Regions from separate parts of the Mus musculus genome. Here regions 1, 2 and 4 are each linked to region 3. The links are chromatin contacts, called in public promoter capture Hi-C maps. All regions are on one chromosome and are shown on one strand. The core of a region is the stretch at or near the end of the contact, and the rest is flanking DNA. Distances in the headings are between cores, read along the strand shown.

The links. Promoter capture Hi-C pulls out the DNA fragments that hold promoters and counts their contacts. Capture Hi-C pulls out chosen DNA fragments and counts their contacts.
Region 1: a promoter capture Hi-C map of hippocampal neurons shows a contact between it and region 3, with 1.9 times the contacts expected there. The contact joins the enhancer-like site here to the promoter of Il1r2 in region 3. A contact is called at or near these places in 5 of 39 promoter capture datasets (the 3T3-L1 cell line, the C10 cell line, embryonic stem cells and 2 more), 2 of 484 Hi-C or Micro-C datasets (B cells and uterus), 2 of 115 datasets of contacts at active chromatin or transcription factors (bone marrow-derived macrophages and pancreatic cancer cells) and 3 of 9 other capture datasets (adipose tissue, embryonic stem cells and liver).
Region 2: a contact with region 3 is called in a promoter capture Hi-C map of liver. The contact joins the promoter of Creg2 here to the promoter of Il1r2 in region 3. A contact is called at or near these places in 14 of 39 promoter capture datasets (the 3T3-L1 cell line, 3T3-L1-derived adipocytes, the C10 cell line and 7 more), 1 of 115 datasets of contacts at active chromatin or transcription factors (bone marrow-derived macrophages) and 3 of 9 other capture datasets (adipose tissue, liver and pancreatic islet).
Region 4: a promoter capture Hi-C map of hippocampal neurons shows a contact between it and region 3, with 5 times the contacts expected there. The contact joins the enhancer-like site here to the promoter of Il1r2 in region 3. A contact is called at or near these places in 20 of 39 promoter capture datasets (3T3-L1-derived adipocytes, the C10 cell line, the HPC-7 cell line and 14 more), 1 of 15 datasets of contacts at CTCF or cohesin (the NIH/3T3 cell line), 2 of 484 Hi-C or Micro-C datasets (bone marrow-derived macrophages and embryonic stem cells), 10 of 115 datasets of contacts at active chromatin or transcription factors (the 230-238 cell line, SST interneurons, bone marrow-derived macrophages and 6 more) and 4 of 9 other capture datasets (adipose tissue, liver, macrophages and 1 more).

What each region holds. Positions count from the first base shown.
Region 1 is chr1:39,760,180-39,762,879 of GRCm38.p6, reverse strand. No RefSeq gene overlaps it. Among named protein-coding and RNA genes, the nearest start is that of Rfx8, 41 kb to the right of the region's middle. Within about 2 kb of position 1,314, at least 259 of the 459 cell types and tissues checked have an H3K27ac peak or open chromatin away from gene starts, as enhancers often do. A contact at or near this core is called in adipose tissue, bone marrow-derived macrophages, embryonic stem cells and 4 more, where this site is marked.
Region 2 is chr1:39,649,901-39,652,600 of GRCm38.p6, reverse strand. Creg2 (cellular repressor of E1A-stimulated genes 2) reads left to right here and starts at 1,419. Exons shown (of 4, transcript NM_170597.4): 1 at 1,419-2,095. The coding sequence starts at 1,661. It overlaps D930019O06Rik (a long non-coding RNA gene), which reads right to left and starts at 1,133. Exons shown (of 2, transcript XR_001778897.2): 1 at 332-1,133.
Region 3 is chr1:40,083,271-40,085,970 of GRCm38.p6, reverse strand. It overlaps Il1r2 (interleukin 1 receptor, type II), which reads right to left and starts at 1,257. Exons shown (of 9, transcript NM_010555.5): 1 at 1,152-1,257. Gm16894 (predicted gene, 16894) reads left to right here and starts at 120. Exons shown (of 4, transcript NR_037980.1): 1 at 120-358; 2 at 684-827; 3 at 957-1,004.
Region 4 is chr1:40,378,847-40,381,546 of GRCm38.p6, reverse strand. No RefSeq gene overlaps it. Among named protein-coding and RNA genes, the nearest start is that of Il1rl2, 56 kb to the right of the region's middle. Within about 2 kb of position 1,271, at least 37 of the 459 cell types and tissues checked have an H3K27ac peak or open chromatin away from gene starts, as enhancers often do. A contact at or near this core is called in the HPC-7 cell line, adipose tissue, bone marrow-derived macrophages and 3 more, where this site is marked.

The DNA of each region.
Region 1 (2,700 bases), core at 65-2,564, 320 kb after region 3:
TTCATCACTGCAGGTCAAACCTTCATCTCTCATGGCATAGATTCTTCATCTGTCTTGTGAGGCTGTGGCAGAGTACATGAGGCTAGAGAATTTATCAATTTAGGAATGTCCTTCTCAACCATTCAGGAGGAGCCCAAGAACAAGCAGTTTCTGCCTGACAGAGTCTTTGCCCAGCAGAGGTGATGACACAGAGAAGTCAGGAAGAGAAGAAAAGAGGGCTCTGACCCATCCTCTTGTTAGACGACTCCTATGATACTTGATGGCCTCTGGAACTCCAAGCTTTTCTGAACTCTGCCAGTCTGTGGCATTTTGTTACAGAAAGCCAGACCGACTATAATGCCCCTCACTCAGCTCCCGAAAATCGACTCTAGAATCAGCTCCTCCAACTGACGGTGGCTGTTGAGTTTAATTTGTGTATGTTCTCCAAGTAGCCCAGGTTGGCTTAGAACTCATGATCCTTTCTGCCTTAGCTTCCTGAGCTGGGTTTGGGGATCCAGCACAAGCTGGTTTGGGTTTTCTTCATGTGTGGTGTAACAATCATTGTCTGTGTAAGAGTTTACTCGGACACAAGCAGTCTGCTCTTACTTTCATCCCCAAACTCGCAAATCTACATTTAACCAGAGAAAATAGCCACTCAGCAGGACTTCCTGTATCCAGGGGCGGGGGCGCTCCACGCGGTCCATCTTCTCAGCTGCGCATTGGCTGAGTCAGCTCCCTACAGTCAGTCCCTGGGCTTCTTTCCAAGTTTCCTTTACTGCAAGTAGCAGAGACGAACTTTTTTTTTTTTTCATACTGACTGCTTTTCTCTAGCTTTAGGAATCTTCGAAGTTTCCCGGTCAAAGAGTTCAAACTGTCTTTGGCTTTTACAACTAAGGGCAAAAGCCACAACTACATGTGTGGCGATGCCCCGTGCCTACCCCCAAAGTGCCGTGGAGCTTGAATTACTCCGGCCCCACCAGTACAAGGTCTTGTCGTTTCTCTTTATTCAAACTAGCTTGTGTAGCAGGCCTTAATTTACTACTTCTTTCTCTGCAGTACTGTCCGTGCTGTGACTCAGAAATCGCTTGATTTGCTGTGTTTCCAGTCAGAGAGCTCTTCCACTAAAGAGTCTCAACACTCACCCCTCAGCTCGTTCCTATTGTCTAACGTGAAGTTTGTTGAGGGGTTAGTATGGTTACACTGCAGGAGATTTACCTGGACAAATTGTGAAGAAGAAGAAAATAGCTAAGCAGGAAGGCTAAGAAGCAGTCCTTCCCCCTTCAGGCACGCTCCCGGAAAGGTGGTGTTCAACGCAGGCCATCTAGTGGATCCTCCTGGGAAAAGTGCCCAGGGGGAGTCAAGAAAACCATTTCCCAGTGCAGAAGGATGGAGCCCAGCTCAGAGACTGGAGTTCTCACTGGAGGAAGAGCTGCAGTTGCCCCTACTCCTGGGGACAGGCTATCCCTTCCCTCTTCCTGGCGTGGGTGTGTGGGAACCGGCACGAATGAAGCCAGTCGTGCGGTTACTAAGCTGCTGGGAGTTGGGGCCTTAACTTTGACTTAGCATGAATTCTGGCCCAGAACCTCGCCCTGCCCCCCACCTCTCCTCAGCGAGGGCCCCACATTACAGGATGTTATTCATCCGACGTCTGTTAGCTGCGGCCCCAGTGTGCCAGGCAGAAAGACTGAGTCAGATTCTGGAGGGAAGAGATTTTGCCAGGAAGACCTGGGCGTGGCTCAGGTAGGTGGAATCTGAGGTCGCAAGGGCATGAGAAATATAAAATCAGGGATGTTTTCACGAGATCAGTAGGATTTGGCTTTCCACACCCACTATTCCTTATATTTAAACAAAACAAAACACGCTTAGGCAGTTAAAAAAAAAAAAAAAAAAACACTTTAAGAAATATACACTGGCCGGGCAGTGGTGGCGCACACCTTTAATCCCAGCACTGGGGAGGCAGAAGCAGGCAGATTTCTGAGTTCGAGGCCAGCCGGGTCTACAGAGTGAGTTCCAGGACAACCAGGGCTATACAGAGAAACCCTGTCTTGAAAAACCAAAAAAAAAAAAAAAAAAAAGAAAAGAAAAGAAAAAAAAGAAAAAAGAAAAGGAATGTATACTGTATGAAACTGCCGGTATGTAATGTGTATGTGACATGTAATTATATAATATTCAATCTAATGTAGTGCCATATATAGCAGATATATAAAGTGGAACTAACAATGAAACAAATATGGAATAAACAAGAAGTGTGTGTTTTCTGTGCACATGTGTGGTCCACTCCTGAGCAGCTGCCAGTGTGTGATTTAGTTCCTGGAGGTGGACTCTGAGGCAGACTTAGAAGATGAGAGCATTTTTTCGGTGGGAGCTTTGAGGAATGAGCAGCATGAACTTCAGATGGAGCCCTCACCGTTATCCCTAAGGACGCCTCTGTCGTAACAGTCTTCTCTCTGAGTCTGCAGGGAGGCCCTCACAGCCAGGACCCCTGTTCCTTTACAGGGTCCCTTAGAGAGCATAGCATCATGTTTGCATAGAACCAGCCTGCATCCTTCTGATGCTTCATACATCCCTAGATGCCTTAGATTCTTGGTACCTGGGAACACCATGCCCTGGGGAAGCAGGGCAAGAGGAGATTCCTGCATCTCCAGTCCTGAAGTCCTTTCCAGAGATGTTTGTTCCATAGTTGTCGAAACTGTCTGTGTGGAAAATCCAGACGTGGATGTT
Region 2 (2,700 bases), core at 170-2,669, 430 kb after region 3:
CTGAGGATAAGCTCTCCCCTGAAACTAGAGATGTCAGGCTTGACACCCAAACCCCGGTGGGGGAGATGTAACCGTCCCCATTTTGTAGAGGCAACAGTGACATGCCACTATCCCACAATCAGAACATGATAGGACAAGATCTGGATTATTTTTAATTTGTATTTCAGGGAGGAGGAGTTGTTGGTTTTTATGGTGGATCTTGAGGTGGTGTCTCATGTAGTCTAGGCTGGTCTCAAATTTGCTTACCTAGCTAAGTCTGACCTTGAACTCCTGAATCTCCTGCCTCCACCTGTCGAGTGCTAGGATAGATAACAGGTGTGTGCCATCATACCTGGCTGCAGTGTGTAGTATTTCCATGACTCCCCATTGTGCCTCTCAAGACCATGGAACACATCTTTCCCCTAAACAGGGGATAAGAGGGTCTGTGAAGCTGGGGAGAGAGCAGCAGCCGATAACAGCAGAAGCCATGAGAGTAAACAAGATGTCTTGGGGAGAAACTGAAGACACCATCAATGTTTCAAAGCAGACGGAGAGCAGAGAAGGGGTTGTGGGGTGGGGGGTGGGGAGGGGAGAGAGAGAGAAAGAGCAGCCAGGGGCATCCAGGGAGAGACAAGAAGTTCCCATGCAAAGAGAAAGAGACCAGCTGTGTTCACAGCTGACATCCAGGCATCCAGGAAGAGTCACAGGAGTTTCACAGCAGGGCACAGTGAAGACATGTAGGAAAAACTCAAATCCCATTTCAAGATACTTTCTTATAGAACCAGTTAGTGCAGGACTCTTGCATTTTAGGAATATAAGCGATAGAAAATATTCCATGGTGGGACAAAGACTGGATATCATAAGAACAGGTAAGAAATTATAATTACTTTGAAGTTATTTTGATATCTATTAAACTTCTTACTGGAACAAGATGGTTTTTAAAATACGCTATTAAGCCGGGCAGAGGTGGCACACGCCTTTAATCCCAGCATTTGGGAGGCAGAGGCAGGCAGATTTCTGAGTTCGAGGCTAGCCTGGTCTACAGAGTGAGTTCCAGGACAGCCAGGGATATACAGAGAAACCCCGTCTCGAAAAAAAACAAAAACAAAAACAAAAAAACAAAAAAAAAAAACAAAAAACAAAAAACAAAACAAAACACCCAACAACAATAAAGTTCTATTAGTCTGTGTCGCTAACCGCAGGACACTGCTGACTGGGTGAGTGATGGAAGATGTGGGTGTATTGTGGTTCCCGGTTCTGCGGAGGTGATGGGGTGCAATAACTGAGCCTGGTGATGCCCTTCTTGTTGGCTCAGAGAAGTTAATCAGCTTGGTAGAGTCGCACAGCTGACGAGCGGAGGAGTGCATTGAGCCTGAGCTGTGAACGCCCACCCTCTGGCTGCAAAACGCTTGCCATCCTGCGGAAAACCAAGACACGCGTGGACTCTGCGCCCAGCAGCGGCGGTGGACGCAGGGGACTCTGGTCGTGCAGCAGACTTCGCTTCTTACGGGAGTGTAAGGCAATAGGGAACCCCGGCCCCCGGACTGATTGGAGACCCTCAACCCGGGAATCCTATCACGAGGAGAAGGGTTCCGACGCACGCTCCGCCGCAGGGGGGCGCCCCTGGCTGGCCGCTGCTTGGTCAGTGGTCCCCGCCACAGGGCGCGTCGCCTCCAAGAAGATGTCGCTGTCCGGCAGGGAGCGTCCTGCTTGGCCAGGGAGTCGCCTGTCCTGGTTGCTATGCTGCAGCGCCCTGTTGTCCCCAGCCGCCGGCTACGTGATCGTGAGCTCCGTGTCCTGGGCTGTCACCAACGAGGTAGATGAGGAGCTGGACAGTGCATCCACTGAGGAGGCGCTGCCCGCGCTGCTGGAGGACTCGAGTAGCATCTGGCAGCAGAGCTTTCCGGCCTCGGCGCACAAGGAGGACACGCACCTGCGACCTCGGGGCTCCGCCCGCGCCAGGCCCGCACCGGCCGCGCGTGGCATGTTCTCCTACCGGCGGGAGAGCGGCTCATCTGAGGCATCCCCTGGCCCCAGGGTGCATGCCGGCACCGCCCGCTCCCTAGCCCACGCTAGCTCCTGGGGCTGTCTGGCCACTGTGTCCACCCACGAAAAGGTAAGCCAGAGGTCGGGACGCGGGGGCGGTGCGCGTCTCCCTTCCAGGACGCAGGGCGACTCCGGTTTCACAGGTTCATAGGCTGTGAATGCCCTGTGAATAACGGAACCAGCGTGTGCATGGGTCGGTCCATCTGGCCAAGTGCATGTGAGTGGGGAGGAAGGAGAAGCTGGGAAACAGTCTCGTGGTTAGTGATTGAATCCCTGTGTACTAAAATGGCCAAAGAGATGATCAGATAAACAGTGACAAGCTGGAAACCTGGAACGTAGGCAGGATCGCTTTTGGAATCACAGATGAGGCGCATCCAGCTCCCAGCTCCCTGCAGGCTCCGACAGTCCTGCAGACAGACTCTGGCACCGCCTCCCACACCAAGTGGGTGTGGAAGAGGAACGCCATCCACACTCCGGTAGACATTTACACTTTAAAAAAAAATGGAACTCAGGTTTTTTAGAAAGAGGGCTTAAGCAAAAGGTAACAGCTGGAGGAGCTGTTTCAGCTGCAGTTCGTCTCTTTCGATCCACAAAACTGTATTCACATTTTATCCTGCTTCCTTCCACCCAGAATGGCATGGAGAGGGGCCGAGGCTCTGTATTCCCTAAGAATAG
Region 3 (2,700 bases), core at 8-2,507:
TTCTGCCGCTTCTGCTGTCCCTAGAGGCTGGCGCTGCTATCCTGGGGTATGGGAGGAGGGACGTGATCACGTGATCTCCCCGGTCTCACTGTCAAAAAGTCGGACGTGGTCACGTGATCGCTCCATTCTCGCTGTCAAAACAGTAGGATTTGAGGGTGAGCTGGGAATGAGAATGGCTTGGGGAAGCCCAGGACAACCTGCAGCACACGAGGGAGGGTCCATCCCCGCAGCACTACCAGCTAAGAAAAGGAAAAGAATGCATTGAGGCAGGCGAGGCTCAGAGAGGCCTCGGGGAAGACATTCTTCTGCACTTATGCCTGTAGGAACAAGATGCTGATCCCGGAGAGCAAGCCTCCAGGTAAGGCAGAGCTAGAGGAGGGTGAGGTTGATGGAAGCCGATATGGAACACGGACGGAAGCCAGCAACATCCCACTGCAAGCAGGGACTGGGAAGGACAGGCCAGTCTTTTGCCTCTATTTACACAGTAGGAAACCCAGAGAGAAGCTCTGGCCAAGATCACCCTGTGTAAGGAGGCTGAGGTCAGAGACATATAAGCTAGGGCTCAGAAGGGAAAAAATGGGCTTCAAAATAGAGTAGGGGACTGAAGAGAAGAGACTTTAAGAAGCAGAGGAGGGAAAAAAACCAGTACATTCATTTATCTAATAACTGTGTGTGCCAGGCAGGTCTTAGAGTGCTGCCCAGTCTGCCTGGAAGCTATGGTTTCTGAGAGGCATCAGGTACATTTAAAAAAAAAAAATCACCCTAGGAAAGTCCCCAAAGCCTTTCAACGTGCTCTGCGCTCTGTCCCAGATGCTCAGCCTCCCAAGGTAAGAACCCAGCCCACTCCCTTCCTCCAGGTGAATTCTAGATGCTTGTCTGTCCCCTGCTACCTGGATCTGTGGACATTCAATAGCAGCTCTCTGATGTAGTCCCCCCCCTCCCTTTTTTTCTAACAGAGAAAACGAAGTAGAAAACAATCAAGGAATAAAGTGACCTCCACACAGGTGAGGAGACCGCTCACCCAGAGGAAGCTAGGAGACTCATAGAGGGTTGCCTGAGGACCCACTAAAAGCAGACCTGATGTTCAGACTGGTGTCTGACTGGTGACTGGCTTCCTGGTGTCTCCCCCTGCCTCTTTCCCACCTTCTTACCTGGAGCTGTGTATTCTTGTACCTTGCTGCTTCTTGCCTGACTGGGGAAGGCTGCTGGGCCAGACTTTCACCTTCTGTGATGTCCCAGCAGCCCCCTCAGGGATTTATAGGCTCCTGCTTGTGGTTTCCTAACTGGCCTGTGTCACTCACTCTAATTGGGTGGTGGTGGACACACCTTTTCCCTGCTCACGGGGAGCACCCTGCTCATGGTGCTTTGTGCGTACATCCTTGCCATATGGGGAAGTGGCCTAGGAAACTCTGAGTTTCCTTATTTGAGTGTGTGTGTGTGTGTGTGTGTGTGTGTGTGTGTGTCGCTAGAATGGCATGCTTCCAGCCAAGAACACATTTTAAAGTGATGCTGGCTGTACATGAAGAAGTTGTAAACAGTTTCACAGGCAAGATTTCACCCCATCTGCTGGATGCTGCTTAAAACCCAACCATGGTCCCATTAAAGAGAAAAGGAGGGTTTTAAATGAGTGGGACACAAGATCCCCACTCCCACCCCCAAGGAACTCTTCTTGACTAGGAGGAGGATTAAATGGATGGGCTTGTTTTAGGGGGGCCTTTGTTTGGCTTTTTGTTTGTTTGTTTGTTTGGTTGGTTTTGTTTTTAACTTTTTGTCTGAGTCTTTGGAAGCTGGGAACATGCTGCTTAATGTAGAGAAAGTGACTGCTAATGTAAGTTAAGGATTTCCAGGTCCGGAGACAGGCTCGGGTTTGGTGCTTCAGGAAAAAGTGGTAAGACAGCCAAAGGAGGAAGAGGATGGTGTGTGTAGTGCTGCAGTCCATGAGCCAGAGAGCCAGAGGCTGGACAAAAACCCAAGACATGGATGCTGCCCTTGTGGCTCCAGGGACCCTGTATGGACTACAATTCATTCTAGCCCACTGAGGCCCATGCAGACCTCCGACCTCCAGAATGATGTAGGAATAAGAACAAATGCAAATCTCATCCCCTGCCCCCCACCCCCGCCTTCATCTTACCTCCCCAAAAGGAGTCTGAAGCCCATGTTTTCTCTCCCTGTCCTTAATTTGTGAAGTACTTATGAGAAAGAATTGTTTGTATGACAAAGAGTCCTTCTGTTGCCCAGCTGACCAGAGTAGGGCTTAGAATTCTCCACCACATATTGTCTCACTGTGAATTTTATCCTAGGTATTTGATGACCATATTTTCTTCCATCAATATCGCAGAATTTGTATCTGCTAAAGACAAATGAATGGTAAAGACAATGTGTCAAAGTATTCAGAGTTCAGACCACCCCCTCAAACTGGGCATGCATGCATGATGTTGGTGGCTCACACATACTGTCTTCCAGTCACCTTCCTCCACTCTCTGGGCTGCATGTCACTTAAAAGTACCTTGCCACAGGTTTTCCATGGGTGGCTTCTGGTTTCTGAGCCAGAACCACATTGGGTCTAATTGAGGAGGAGTCTCTACCTCAGCATTTGCAACAAGCATCTTGGGTAACAGGCATCTTGAACCTCAAAGGATCTTGGTCATTTCCCATGCACTGGTGGGGAAGTTGAACTGAACATTCTATTGCTGCTGGGCC
Region 4 (2,700 bases), core at 22-2,521, 300 kb before region 3:
TGCTAAGAGAAATTTTCCTAGAACTGAGTGTCAGGAAGAACGAGGAACTGGGTAACCCTGCCTTGATTCAGCTCATCTGGCCAGTTTCAGACACTGTGCCTCCAAAATAGACAACAATGAGCTACAAAAAAAAAGGGTTGCTGTCTGGTGGCAGACACGGGCATAGGCGATTGCTCATCCCTGAGAGGGGCAGGGTGCTTCCTGGAGGCCTGGAGATGCACATAGGCTGCTGCTCATACCTGGGCGTAAAATCTTCTAGTTTCTGAAAGAGGATGGAAAAGGATCTTGAGCAGACTGGTGTATCTGAGACCACTGCAGGAAGCTGGGTCAGGAACTTCCGGTACGCAGAACCTCGGGGACCGCAGAATGCTGCGCTGATGCAGTTAAAGAGAAAGAACGTCAGGGTTAAGGAGCAAGGCCAGAGACACTGGGGAAGGTAAATAAGAGGGCTCACAGCTGGGTATGAGCCAGCCAAGCTAACTAGTGAAGAGAAAGCACGGGATTCTGAGAAAACAGCAAAGTTGGTTCAGGCTGCCTCCTAGAAAGCCCGTTGCCCTAGCAAACATCTCAGCTCTCCTTGCTGTTACATCTTTACGCATCGAATTTTATCCAGTGAACCTACTTGTAACAGACTGAATGGTGAAAAAAGATTGAACCTAAGAAAACCTCTTTCTGTTCCAAGGGGGATACCACCCCGAGACCACCTCAGAGGTGGGAAAGGGAAGAGAGACAGTTGAATAAAAATTATGAGTCCAGATCCTAGAGGTAGCTGCTTGGCACAACCGCGGTTTGGCGCACTCTCCATTCTGGAAGGTGAATCTCCACTTTCTTGACTGTTCAAAAGAACTCTTGACTACTGGCTCGCTCTACCTGTACCCTAAAAATGTTTCTCTCTGGAGAACACAGTTAGGATCGGAGGTGTTTCCTCTGTAACCATGGGAGGCTTACCCACAGCATGTCAAACTAAGCATAGATACATTTCTCACAGGACCACCTCAGTCAGAGCTCTGGGCAGATTCCAATTTGTCAAAGGGCATGAAGGTGTTACCAAAATCCACGTGATATCCTTGGCAGTGAACCAGAGCCGCAGCTAAGAGTATCTGAGAGACAGGGCTGACACCATGTGCGGTGAGGCTCCACTCTGCATCCTGTAGGTCATGATTTTCACAGTTCAGTAAGACTAATGATTCTTCCACTGCCTCCAGCAATGTGCATAGCCCCTTCCAGTATTATATAAGCTAACCTTCTAGTTCTAAACAGATTCTACTCAGAAGGAAAAGCACGAGGGTGCCCCCTGCAGGACAGAAGAAACAACCCTGTGCAATGTGGAAAGGTTGTGTTTGGAATCCACCAGCTGCACTTTTGCTGGGGTTTTAAAGCGTCGGATTTGGCACTGACATTAAACTTGTACATAACCCCAAACTGAGATGCAAATTTACAACATGGCTGATGCCCACAAGAACTTCGGGGGCAGAGGTCGTGACACTTGTGCTCCACTACCTAATTTTTATCCTTGGCAACGCAGGAGCCCCAGCCCTGGGTAAACCAACAACAACCTGTGCCACAGGTGTCCAGGGACCCCAACATACTCCCTGTGCTCCCTCTCAACCCTATTTCACCAGGTGACATTGTTCTTAACACCAAGGGGGAGACTCACTCAAAAAGGTTTAGCATCCCTGCAAAGGAACACTTTAGCTGAAGCCAACAGCTCGCCGGAAAACACAATGTGGCCCATAGTGCAGATCTTTCCCATGCTCATCGTTCATGGGTTAGGGAGTCAGACCACCACTGGGCCCCTCTACCAAAACCACAGAGGTGCTGCTGGCCCTGACAGAGGGAGGCCACATTTGAATCAGCCAATCGGTGACCGCTGTTGTTTTTGGAGCTCCTGCCTGATCCATTGTACCTACCAGTAAACATCAGATACCATAATTGCTGGTGCCAATTGCTGTAAAAATAATATTAGTGTAGTCGGGCTAATAATTATTACAGTTACAGGCTGAGTCACTAGTCTTTTTTAAAAAGTGTACAACGTGCTCTCAAATAGACAGCATTTTTCCACAGACACAACATTACCTCTGACAGAAAAGCCAGCCTGCCCTCGTGCAATGTGAAATCAGAAAGAACTGAACACGGACACTAAATTACCTGGAGGTTGCGTGTATGAAGCATATCAAATGTAAATAAAAATCGTTATCAGACTTGGTGGGACCCAGCCCCAAGGTATCTCATTATGCATATTTAAGTAGTTCAAGGCCCACCCCCCAAAGATCAGAAGGCTTGAATAGATATGGTCCCAAGTGTCTTACACAAAGACTACCTCATCTGTGACAGCAACATGCGGGACTTCATGGAGGCCTCACTAGCACATTTTCTTACAAGGAATCGTGACTGTGGTATGCTTTAACATAGGCAGTGTGGTTTGCCTGAGGAGGAATCCAGCTCATCTTAGAAGCAGTGACCCACCTGCACAATCCAGACTAAGGGGAAGAAGCACATTCTTAGCCTGAAGTTCGAGAACCTTCTAAAAGTGGTGCCCTGCGAAGGACTCCGTTGCCCTAGGAGAAGCGTCATTCTTAATATCGCCACTAGAGGGTGCCACAGCGCCACGGGGAAATGCCAAATGGAGTCTTTGCTCTACTTTGGCAAATTAAGGCATGATTTTCTCCCTAGTCTCCTGGCTTTTTCTTTCTCAGGGCT